Linked DNA regions of Macaca mulatta: region 1 is linked to region 2. The links are chromatin contacts, called in public Hi-C maps. All regions are on one chromosome and are shown on one strand. Each heading gives the region's core, a stretch centred on a gene start, on an enhancer-like site or on the middle of the called end of the contact. The rest is flanking DNA. Distances are from core to core; before and after follow the strand shown. Region 1 has its middle 95 kb from the start of NREP. Region 2 has its middle 47 kb from the start of STARD4.

Region 1 (4,761 bases), core at 726-3,225, 290 kb before region 2:
AAAAAAAATATATATATATATATGTTGCCTTGGAAAGAAAAGACTGGCCCAAGAAATGGAATCATGTGGGTGAGGGGAAGAAAATGACAAGCTTTGTTTGGGATATGATGATTTGGAAATGATAGTTAGAGACATAAATGGAAATATGCTGCAGGCATTTGAAAATGAGTCTAGATAAAGATCAGGCTAAAATACAAAATTGGAAGCTGGCTGTATTGAATAAAGTCATGAGTCCAAAGCAGGAAGTGTAGAACAGAGCCTTGAATCACACCCACAACGGAAAAAAGATAAAGAGAATTCAAGAAAACTGCTAAATAAAGAGTAGCTAAAGGATGAAGACATAGCTACTAAATAGTAGCTAAAGGACGAAGACATCGATGGATGGATGGATGGATAGATAGATTATAAGCTGTAGATAGGTAGACAGGAAACTTTTTATGAACAAGAAGTAGTAGAGTTTATGGAGAAAGTGATTAACTGTCACATGACATAAAGACAGTGTATTAGGATACTAGTTTAGCTTCTATAACTGAGAAATAAAAATGGTAGTGTTAGATGGTTCAGGGCTAATATGGTGATTCCTAAATCATCAGAATCCCAGGCCCCTTCAGCCTTACTGCTCTGCTTCCTTGGCACTGGGCTTCCATCTCATAATCTAAGGTAATTCCTTCACTTCTTGCATACATTTTTATTCAAGACTGCAGGAAGAAAGAAAAGGAAAATGGGAAGGGCTTGCCTTAAGAGTTGTATGTATCATTTCAGTTTAGATCCCATGGCCACAGCTAGCTACAAGGGAATCTAGAAAATGTATATTTCAGTTGGGCAGCTGTGTGCCCAGATGAATTTTAACTTCTTACTATATATAATAAAGAAAGCATGATATGGAAGGACCACTAACAGTCTTCACTACAGATGGATAAGATAATTCAAAAAAGACCCTTGAATTTGACAAGCTGTTGGCTACTAAAAAAGCCTATGTAACTCTTCTTCCTGCCTCCGATCTTGCTGTCTTCCAATTCATTGTCCATACTGCAATTTGAAGTAAGTTTCTAAAAAGTGTTACTCCTCTGCTTAAAGCTTTCATTGGTTCCTCAGTGCTTTTAAGATAAAGTTCCAAACTTTAAACATAGCTACGATCTCATAAGTAGAACCCTGCTTACCTTTGAAGATTCATCTCTCTTTACTCTCCTCCCTCACACAGCCTATTACACTCTGCATACCTCCCTCAATTTCTTCAGCTGACTGGAACATCGTATTTTTTCCCTAGTGCATCTGAGGATTTGCATCCCCTGTTCCCTCTTCTTGGTATGCTTTTCACCACTTTGTTTGGATTCCTCCTATCGTCCTTCAGGTTGGATACCGTGTCTACCAAGGTGCTTTCACTGTCCTTCTAAGACTGAGTTTTGTTCATAAAGTTTTGTTCTGTGTTTCAGAAGCACCCTGCTTGTCACATGTACCACTTATCCAAATCTGCTTTGTAGGGCTCAGTTTCTCTGTGTTACCCACAAAACTATCAGCTCATTGAGGAAAGAGGTAATCTCAAATCCAAATTTGTACACCAGAGGTTATCCCATGGCCAGTGAAGAGTATGAGATCCCAAACTATTAGTTCAAAGGAAGAAAGGCGTAACTATAATGAGAAAAAGACCCCAAAGCTATCATTTATTGAAGCAAGTGAAAACACTAAATTTCCTGCCCACTCACTGCTGTTTCTTAGGCTCAGGCTCCTCTGCTACATAATGAGGGACTTGTAACTCTGCTGACAAATGGCAAAGAAAATGAATTACTTTGACAAGGAACATTAAAGCATGGCATTCATCTTACATCCTGAAACATTGTTGGATGCCATGGTTCCATGTCTTAGAATTAGTCAGATTGTTTTTGGCAATTCCTATTTCAAGGCGGTGGGGGGTGGGGGTTGGGAGGAATTGTCTATTGCAAAGGAATCATCCACAACCCGCTATTTAGCAGAGCTGTAAAAGCTTATTTGAGCATTACCATGGCAACCACTGGCCTAACACTGCACTGTAGTATACTTGTCTAGACAGCACCAAATTCATCAGCACTTTCTCTTTTGTATGCCTGATTTTAAAAAGGCAGGTGTGTATCCAAGGTGCTACTGGGACAGAAAAAAATTTTCTCCATGTAGGCATATGAAAGTGTCAGAAGCATCCTGTGAGCATCTAAATGGCTAGCACTGAAATCTGCACTAATTTGAAAGCTTTTAGCATTAGTCTGTGTTTTTCTTTTTAAATAAAACCTTACTAGAAATAAAGAACTAGAAATATATCCATATGGCCTGCCAACTGTGTCTAAAAATAGCTGATGTGAAAGAAAGAACTTACTAACTTTTAAATTTATATCAAACTAAGAATCAAGAATGCTTTTTAATTGTATTCTTCTTGTCACTAGTATTTGGACACAATACCAAATTGATACCAAAGACCATAAATCAGACATATATTAGCTTAGAGTATTTATAGTGTTCTCTTCAATGGAGGAATCTGAATAGGACCAAACCTTCAGGACCCACCAGTTGAGTTTTACTGAAATTCAGGGTCATGCATACGTGAGGAAAGAGCCTTTCCTAGGTCTTGCTTGGTCTTGAGTCTTTGGCAGTGTTGCAAGAACCACACCAAAGATCCTCCAGGAATATTTTGGAACAGAAGAGCTAGAAAGAATACATGTACGTTTCCCTTCAGACTTGATACAACCAGTGGTTTTGGCTAGCTTATGGATTTGAATAAAAACTTTGAATTATATTTGTATATAGTTAACTGTGTGTCTTGTATCTGTATGTGTAATTTATTCTAATTTGCTAGTAAACAACTGGAGCCATTTGGCCCAGACCTCACATTCATAGAAGCCATAAAATTTAGAAATTTGACCTTGTCTCCAAACAAAGATATACAAATAGAGACAGGATGACCAGATGGCATTTATCAGATAACTTTAAACTTGGGTCTATTATTGGAGCATACTGCTTTGCAGGACATTATGAGTTAGTATAGTTTATAAATCCCACTATGACTGCATGGAGATAATACTTATATCACATTGATTTGTGTGTATAAAAAACATTAGTTTGTTAAATGTAATATTATGTGCTATGGACTGTTTATGTCTTCCCAAAATTAATATGTTGAAACACAAACCCCTAATGTGATGGTATTTGGAAGTGAGACCTTGGGGAAGTAATTAGGGTTACATTGGGCCATGAGGGTAGAGCCCACATAGTAGGATTTACTCCCCTACAAAAAGAGAAAGAGACTCAAGATTTCTCTCTCTCTGTGTATTCACTAAGGAAAGGCCATGAGAGGGTATGACAGGAAGAGGACCCTCACAGAGAACCCAACCATTCGGCAGCTTGATCTTGTATTTCCAGTCTCTAGAACTGTCAGAAATAAACGTTTGCTGTTTAAACCGCCCAGTCTGTGGTATTTTGTAATAGCAATCCAAACCAAGACAGTGTGTAAAAAAAAAAAAAAAAAAAAAAAAAAGTGTGTCATGTCTTCATTTTAAAATATGTGTCAGTAACCTCATGGAACTGAAGAAGCTTAGGTCTTTCTCACAGCTCAGAAATCTCTGGCGTGTGTCATCACCTTTGTTAGTGTTTGGTCCCCTAAGATTTTTTTATTGACTTTATGACATGTAGTAGATGCATAATGAAACATTAGTTTAATTAACACATGAATGAATGAACAATGGATATGAATGAAATAAACAAATTTTGGTTTCTAATCAACTTCTCTTAAATTATATACAAATAGCTATTAAATGTGCCTTAGGCATGGTTAAGCAAGTGAAAGAAATCTGATAAACAAGGAGCAAATCCAGGAAAATATAGATTTTGGTATTACTTCATGGAACTGTGAAGCCAGACAGATGCAGAGGGTAGTAAAATATCACTAATTAGGAAAACTCAAAGGAGAAGGTAAATTTGAGTTACTGACAAGTGAGCTACAGAATATTTTTTAAAGAAGTAAAGTTTCAGGAGGACTAGCAGTATCCAGGCAGCCCTCCTTGCTACCAAGATGCTCGAGAGAAGGTCAGCCCCGTTGAAAGAACAGTAAAGGAAGAGCCCAAGAGATCAGTGAGCTAAGCCTGCTCCTACAAAAGTAGAAATGAAGCTAAGAAAGGCAGCAGTAAAGGATAAATCTTTAGATTAAAAAATGCAAACAAAAAGGTAAAAGGAGCAAAGGGAATTGACTAACCAAGAGACCAAATAAAATTTACCTGCAGAAAACAGAGAAACTAAAAATGAGGAGAGTCCAGCCTCTGATGAAGTGAAATGAAAGAAGCCAAGTTTGGTTAATATTATATATCATGGTTTATCGGTGATTCTTGTCTCCCCTCTTGTAAATCCACGGGAATATTTTTATTAACCATTTTGTAAATGCAAGTTTTTACTTGTTCTAGAAGCATTTTTAAGAAAGGGGAAATCCCACCTCTTCCCATTTTTTTAAGTGTCATCTTTTTTTAAGAGGTAGAATTATTTTCTGGTTGTTTATTTTTTATTTTTTTTGGTGTAACCAGAAAATCGTGGGATATTGAATTATGGGAGACTGTGACTGTCTTGGGTATCAGCTTAATATTCTAGCTGGTGGTACTTTTTATCCTATAATACAAAGCATACTAAATGGCAATACAGAGTCATAGTTGCACACTTAACGTGTCTTGAACATTTAAAATTACTTCTATTCCCATGGGGTTTCGTTTTGTTTCTTTTCTTTTCTTTTTTTGGTAGAATTACTTCGTAAAG
Region 2 (5,122 bases), core at 1,882-4,381:
AATAGACTGTTAATGTCCTCACCACAATGATAAGTTGATAAGGTGATAAATATGTCAGTTAGCTCCACTGAATCCTTCTATAATGTATACATAAATCAAAACATTACATTGTACCTAATTAATATACACAATTATTTGTCACTTAAAAATAAATTAATTTTTAAAAGAAAGTTAAAAAGAATCCTCAAAATAGATCAAAGACCTAAATGTAAGACCTAAATAACACACTTAGAAGAAAACGTAGGGGGACAATGTCATGGCATTGGATTTGGCAATGATTTCTTAGATATTTTAGGTTGGTGCAAAAGTAATTGTGGTTTTTGGCCATTAAAAGTATGACAAAAACCTCAATTACTTTTTCACCAACCTAATAATATCAGAGGCACAAACACAAAAGACAAAATCAGACTTCATAAAAATTCTTTAAAAATGTGCATCAAAAGTTATCAGTAGAGTAAAAAGGTAACACACAGAATGGAGACAAAAATCTGCAAATCATACATCCGATATGGGGTTAGCAAATATATTGAGAACTCCTACAGCTCCAACAACAAAAACAACCCCATTCAAAAATGAGCAAAGACTAGAGTAGACATTTCTCCAAAGAGGATATACAAACAACTAATGGGCACATGAAAAGATGCTTGACATCACTAATCATTAAGGAAATGCAATTCAAAACTACCATGAGATACCACCACATACCCTTTAGGGTGGCTACTACCAAAAACAAAAACAAACTTCAGAAAATAAGAAGAGTTGGCAAAGATGTACGGAAATTGGAAGCTTTGTGCCCTGTTGATGGGAATGTAAAACATTACAGCCATGATAGAAAACAGTATAGTGGTTCTTCGAAAATTAAAAATAGAATTACCATCTGACCCAGCAAATCTACTTCTGGGTATATGCTCAAAAGAACTGAAAGCAGCTGCAGCAATTAAAAAGAATAAGTTCATGTCCTTTGCAGGGACATGGATGAAGCTGGAAACCATCATTTTCAGCAAACTAACACAGGAACAGAAAACCAAACACTGCATGTTCTCACTCATAAGTGGGAGTCGAACAATGAGAACACATGGACACAGGGAGGGGAACATCACACACTGGGGCCTGGGGAGAGAGAGCATTAGGACAAATACCTAACACTTGAAGGGCTTACAACCTAGACGATGGGTTGATAGGTACAGCAAGCCACCATGGCATATGTAAAACTATGTAACAAACCTACACATTCTGCATATGTATCCCAGAACTTAAAGGAAAATTAAAAAAAAAAAAAAAAGAAATAAAGGAATAACTGAAAGCAGTATCTTGAAGAGATATTTGTTGTACCTAGCAATCTTATTCACAATAGTTAAAATGTGGAAGCAATCCAAGTGCCCATCAATGGTATGAATGGATAAGCAAATAGTGGTATATACATACGGCCTTAAAAAGCAAAGAAATTCTGACAAATGCTATAACATAGATGAAACTTGAAGACACTATGCTAAGTGAAATAAGCCCATCGCAAAAAGACAAATACTGTATGATTCCACTTACATGAGCAACTTAGAATAGTCAAAATCATTGAGACAAAGTAGAAAAGTGGTTGTTAGGGAATGGGAATGTATCAATACATTCTAACATTGCTATAAATAACTACTTGAGACTGGTTAATTTATAAAGAAAAGAGATTTAATTAACTTACAGTTCTGCAGGCTGTACAGAAGGCATGGCTTGAGAGGCCTCAGAAAACTTACAGTCATGGCAGAAGGTGAAGGGCAAGCAAGGCATGTCTTCACATGACCAGCAGGAGAGAGAGCGAAGGGGGAAGTGCTACACACTTGTAAATAACCAGATCTCGTAAGAACTCACTCACTATCACAAGAAGAGCAAGAGGGAAATCTACCTTCATGATCCAATCACCTTCCACCAGGTCCCTCCCCCAACACTGGGGATTACAATTCAACATGAGATTTGAGTGGGTACACAGAGCCAAACCATATTAGAGAAGGAGGAGTATGGAGAGTTATTGCTAAATAAACACAGAGTTTCAGTTTTACATGATCAAAGACTTATGGAGATAGATGATGGTGATGGTTGCTCAACACAATGAATGCATTTAATACCATTGAACTGTACAGCGAGATTTCAAACTTTTCTTCAGCTATGAGAAGATCTGGCAGCACTGGGCCCTCCTGATAGCAAATGAAAGAACACTCCCTTTAGATGGGGTCAGCACTCTCTGGAATGATATAATGCTTATGTCATTTGTGTTTCCACAGCAGTGGAAAATCAGTGCCCATTGTCTTCCATCCTTTTTTATTCAGCTCACTTCATTCATTTTCCTTCTCTGTCTTATCCCCATAACCACTTGAATTTGCAAGGTTCCTCTGCACTAAATTGTTTTTAACCACTGTTTAATCTTGTTTTGCTTTATTCAAATTTAATCGCATCTTAAAACTTCTCCTCTTGTCTTCATTTTATTTATTTTTTATTTTTCTCTTGTCTTCACTTTAGGTGTCGAAATTCATCTACGTAGCTCACTGGTTGCTGAGTGTCTTCAGGACTTTAAATGGCAACTTCATTTCAAAAGCTCTTAACTGTCTACCTTAAAATAATCTATCATGTTAACTCTTAATTATTCAAATACTTTTAATTCACTGTTCTCTAACCTTTTTTTTTTTGAGGAGAATCTGACTTCTGATTAATATTGCCTCCTTTATTCAGTTTAGCTTAAGTTAGAAAACACAAGATGGTAACAGCACCCCTGCCCAGGTTCCTAAACATTGGAGAGCTGCTTATCTTTCAATTAAAACTAAGAGAAGTCTTCAGCAAGTTTGAGGGTCATGTTGGTGTTCCACATTATAGTAAGTCAGCTCTAGGAAGCAAGAACTGATACCTCCACGTACCAGAAAATTGTCATGAACTTCTCTTTAAATGGGACCCAAGGAACTAACCTGGCACTCATGGAAAGCTAAACCTGGGAGACTAACTGTGCAGCTCAGCAAATTCTCTCCCTGATCCACACTGTAAATATTCAATCAAACCTCTTGACACTGTAAGCTAATGGAGTTCAACTAGCAGAAGGTCTTTGGAGGGTAATCAGGTGCTATTAAAAATATGCTAATGGCAGCTTGTGATCTAGCAGCAGGATCCCAGGATTTGGGGTTTGCATGGTAACTGCCAGCAGATAGTTCACACAGAACAGGAACAACAGAATGAATTAGAATGAGCTGTTTAAATGCAACTGTAATGAAGAATGTGGAGCACAATCAGAAAGAATGTTTGGTGCCCTCAGTGGCACAAACAAACAAACAAACAAAAACACATACATACAAAAACACAAGACCTAAAAGTGAAGTGAATGCTTTCCATTTTGCTATGGCAATCAAAGGTCATAGGAGCCAGCTATTGTGAAGAATTTACAATTTAACCTGATGGTTTTATAGAGCACCTGTGACTTTGTTGAAATATGAGTGTTTCATATGTGAATGACAGAAGTGTCATATGTGGATGTGTCTCCTCACCAAGGCTGAAAGAAAAGGTCTGACAGGGAACAGCTTTTAGCAATCTACTCTATCAAAGGCAGTACAGATGGTTGTTTTTGCTTTTAGCTTAACTGAATGTCAAATGGAAAAAAGGGGGGGGGGGCTTCTTCTCATACATATATCCAACACATAGAAAGAGGTTGAATTGGGGCTTGCACCCAAGTGCACATGCATTACTGGGCAAACATAATGCATGTTTAAGTGTGTGTGCACCCATGTGCATTCCTGTATTTTAGTTGTGCCCTACACTTTTTCCCTTCTCTGCCTGAAGCTGGAAATTTCATAGCAACTCAGCCTCTGCCAGTATGAGCTTGAGACCACAAAGAATGAGATTCTTTCCTGTTTTCCCATTGCAAAGCCTAAATGCCATTGTAAATGATTTTTCCTGGCGGGATGTATTAATACAAAAAGACAGGCTAAATTCACTCTACCCATTAGCCTTGCTAACCCTCGTGGCTGAGGGCAATGATACAGAGTAAAATAATGTGGAGGGAGCTGCCGGAAACAGGCAGCAGTGGGATGACTCCAGGAAAACAAAGGTAATATATCTGCATCCAGCACAGAGGCCCTCACGTGCCAGAGATGGAAATGAAGCTGTGAAAACAAAAAGTAGGCAGGCACATCTCTGGGGGCTAAGGAAAAAAGGAGACAAAGAGGCAGACAGACCATGAATTAAGTGAGCTTGGGAATGCAGAGAAGACAACGGGAAAGCTCAAAGAACAATTTGTATGCAGAGGAGTAGGAGCACGGCAAAGAAGAAATTCAACTCCTTAAGGATTTGTGTTTTGATCCACACTGTCCTTAGCCTAGCCTGAAACCCCTGCTTGGGAAAAAGTTTTGTCATTTGAAAAATACCCTTTTAAAATGACTTAGGCATAATTTCCTTTTCTTAGTCACTTCCTTCCTTCGCTTTGATACAATAGTTGCTTAAAGAAAAACCAGGGGAGAAAAGGTGGTGGAAATGCGTACATTTGGAAACAATTGCTATTGTCCTAGACATGTTCAATCTAGCAGAGACTGACAGGTGCTCTGCTGCTGAGAGGATGCAGTTAGATATGCTGTCATAGAAATAACACCTGGGGAACTAAGGTTTTGTGGGAACAGCATGAAATGTATATAATTTGGGACCCTATTTAAGAAAAACAATACAGAATTACAATACAAAATTGTGAAAACATTCTTAGAGAGTTGGAAGGAGCCTGGGGACGTAAGGGTACCATCAGTTAATATCTATTATTTACCATGTGTTACCATGACAACACCTGCGGGGAGCAGCTTTCCAATGAGGGGCCTTTAGTCAAAGAAAAGTACAGGTCCATTTGTTTTTTCAAGACACAGCCTGCGCTTAAAACACCCACATTGTTGTCTGCTCATTAGACTAAATTTTGCATCCTGTACTGCTAATAGCACTTCCTGAGGAAATGGGTGGGAATTCCAAGATAGTATCACTAAGAAACTAAGTGACTTTAAGGTACCAGGCATATTTCTACGGGATGCCTAAATGACTTCAGTATTTCACCTAAAATAATATACAATCTCTTGGTCTTGCAGCAGATCTGATGTTGATGTATATGGTGTGACATGAAAGA

What was found. A called contact is a pair of places that touch in the nucleus more often than the background predicts.
Region 1: a Hi-C map of fetal cortical plate shows a contact between it and region 2, with 1.7 times the contacts expected there. The contact joins two enhancer-like sites. A contact is called at or near these places in 2 of 14 Hi-C or Micro-C datasets (fetal cortical plate and liver).

What each region holds. Positions count from the first base shown.
Region 1 is chr6:120,648,640-120,653,400 of T2T-MMU8v2.0, reverse strand. No RefSeq gene overlaps it. Among named protein-coding and RNA genes, the nearest start is that of NREP, 95 kb to the right of the region's middle. Within about 2 kb of position 1,975, at least 13 of the 40 cell types and tissues checked have an H3K27ac peak or open chromatin away from gene starts, as enhancers often do. A contact at or near this core is called in fetal cortical plate, where this site is marked.
Region 2 is chr6:120,356,845-120,361,966 of T2T-MMU8v2.0, reverse strand. No RefSeq gene overlaps it. Among named protein-coding and RNA genes, the nearest start is that of STARD4, 47 kb to the right of the region's middle. Within about 2 kb of position 3,131, at least 8 of the 40 cell types and tissues checked have an H3K27ac peak or open chromatin away from gene starts, as enhancers often do. A contact at or near this core is called in fetal cortical plate, where this site is marked.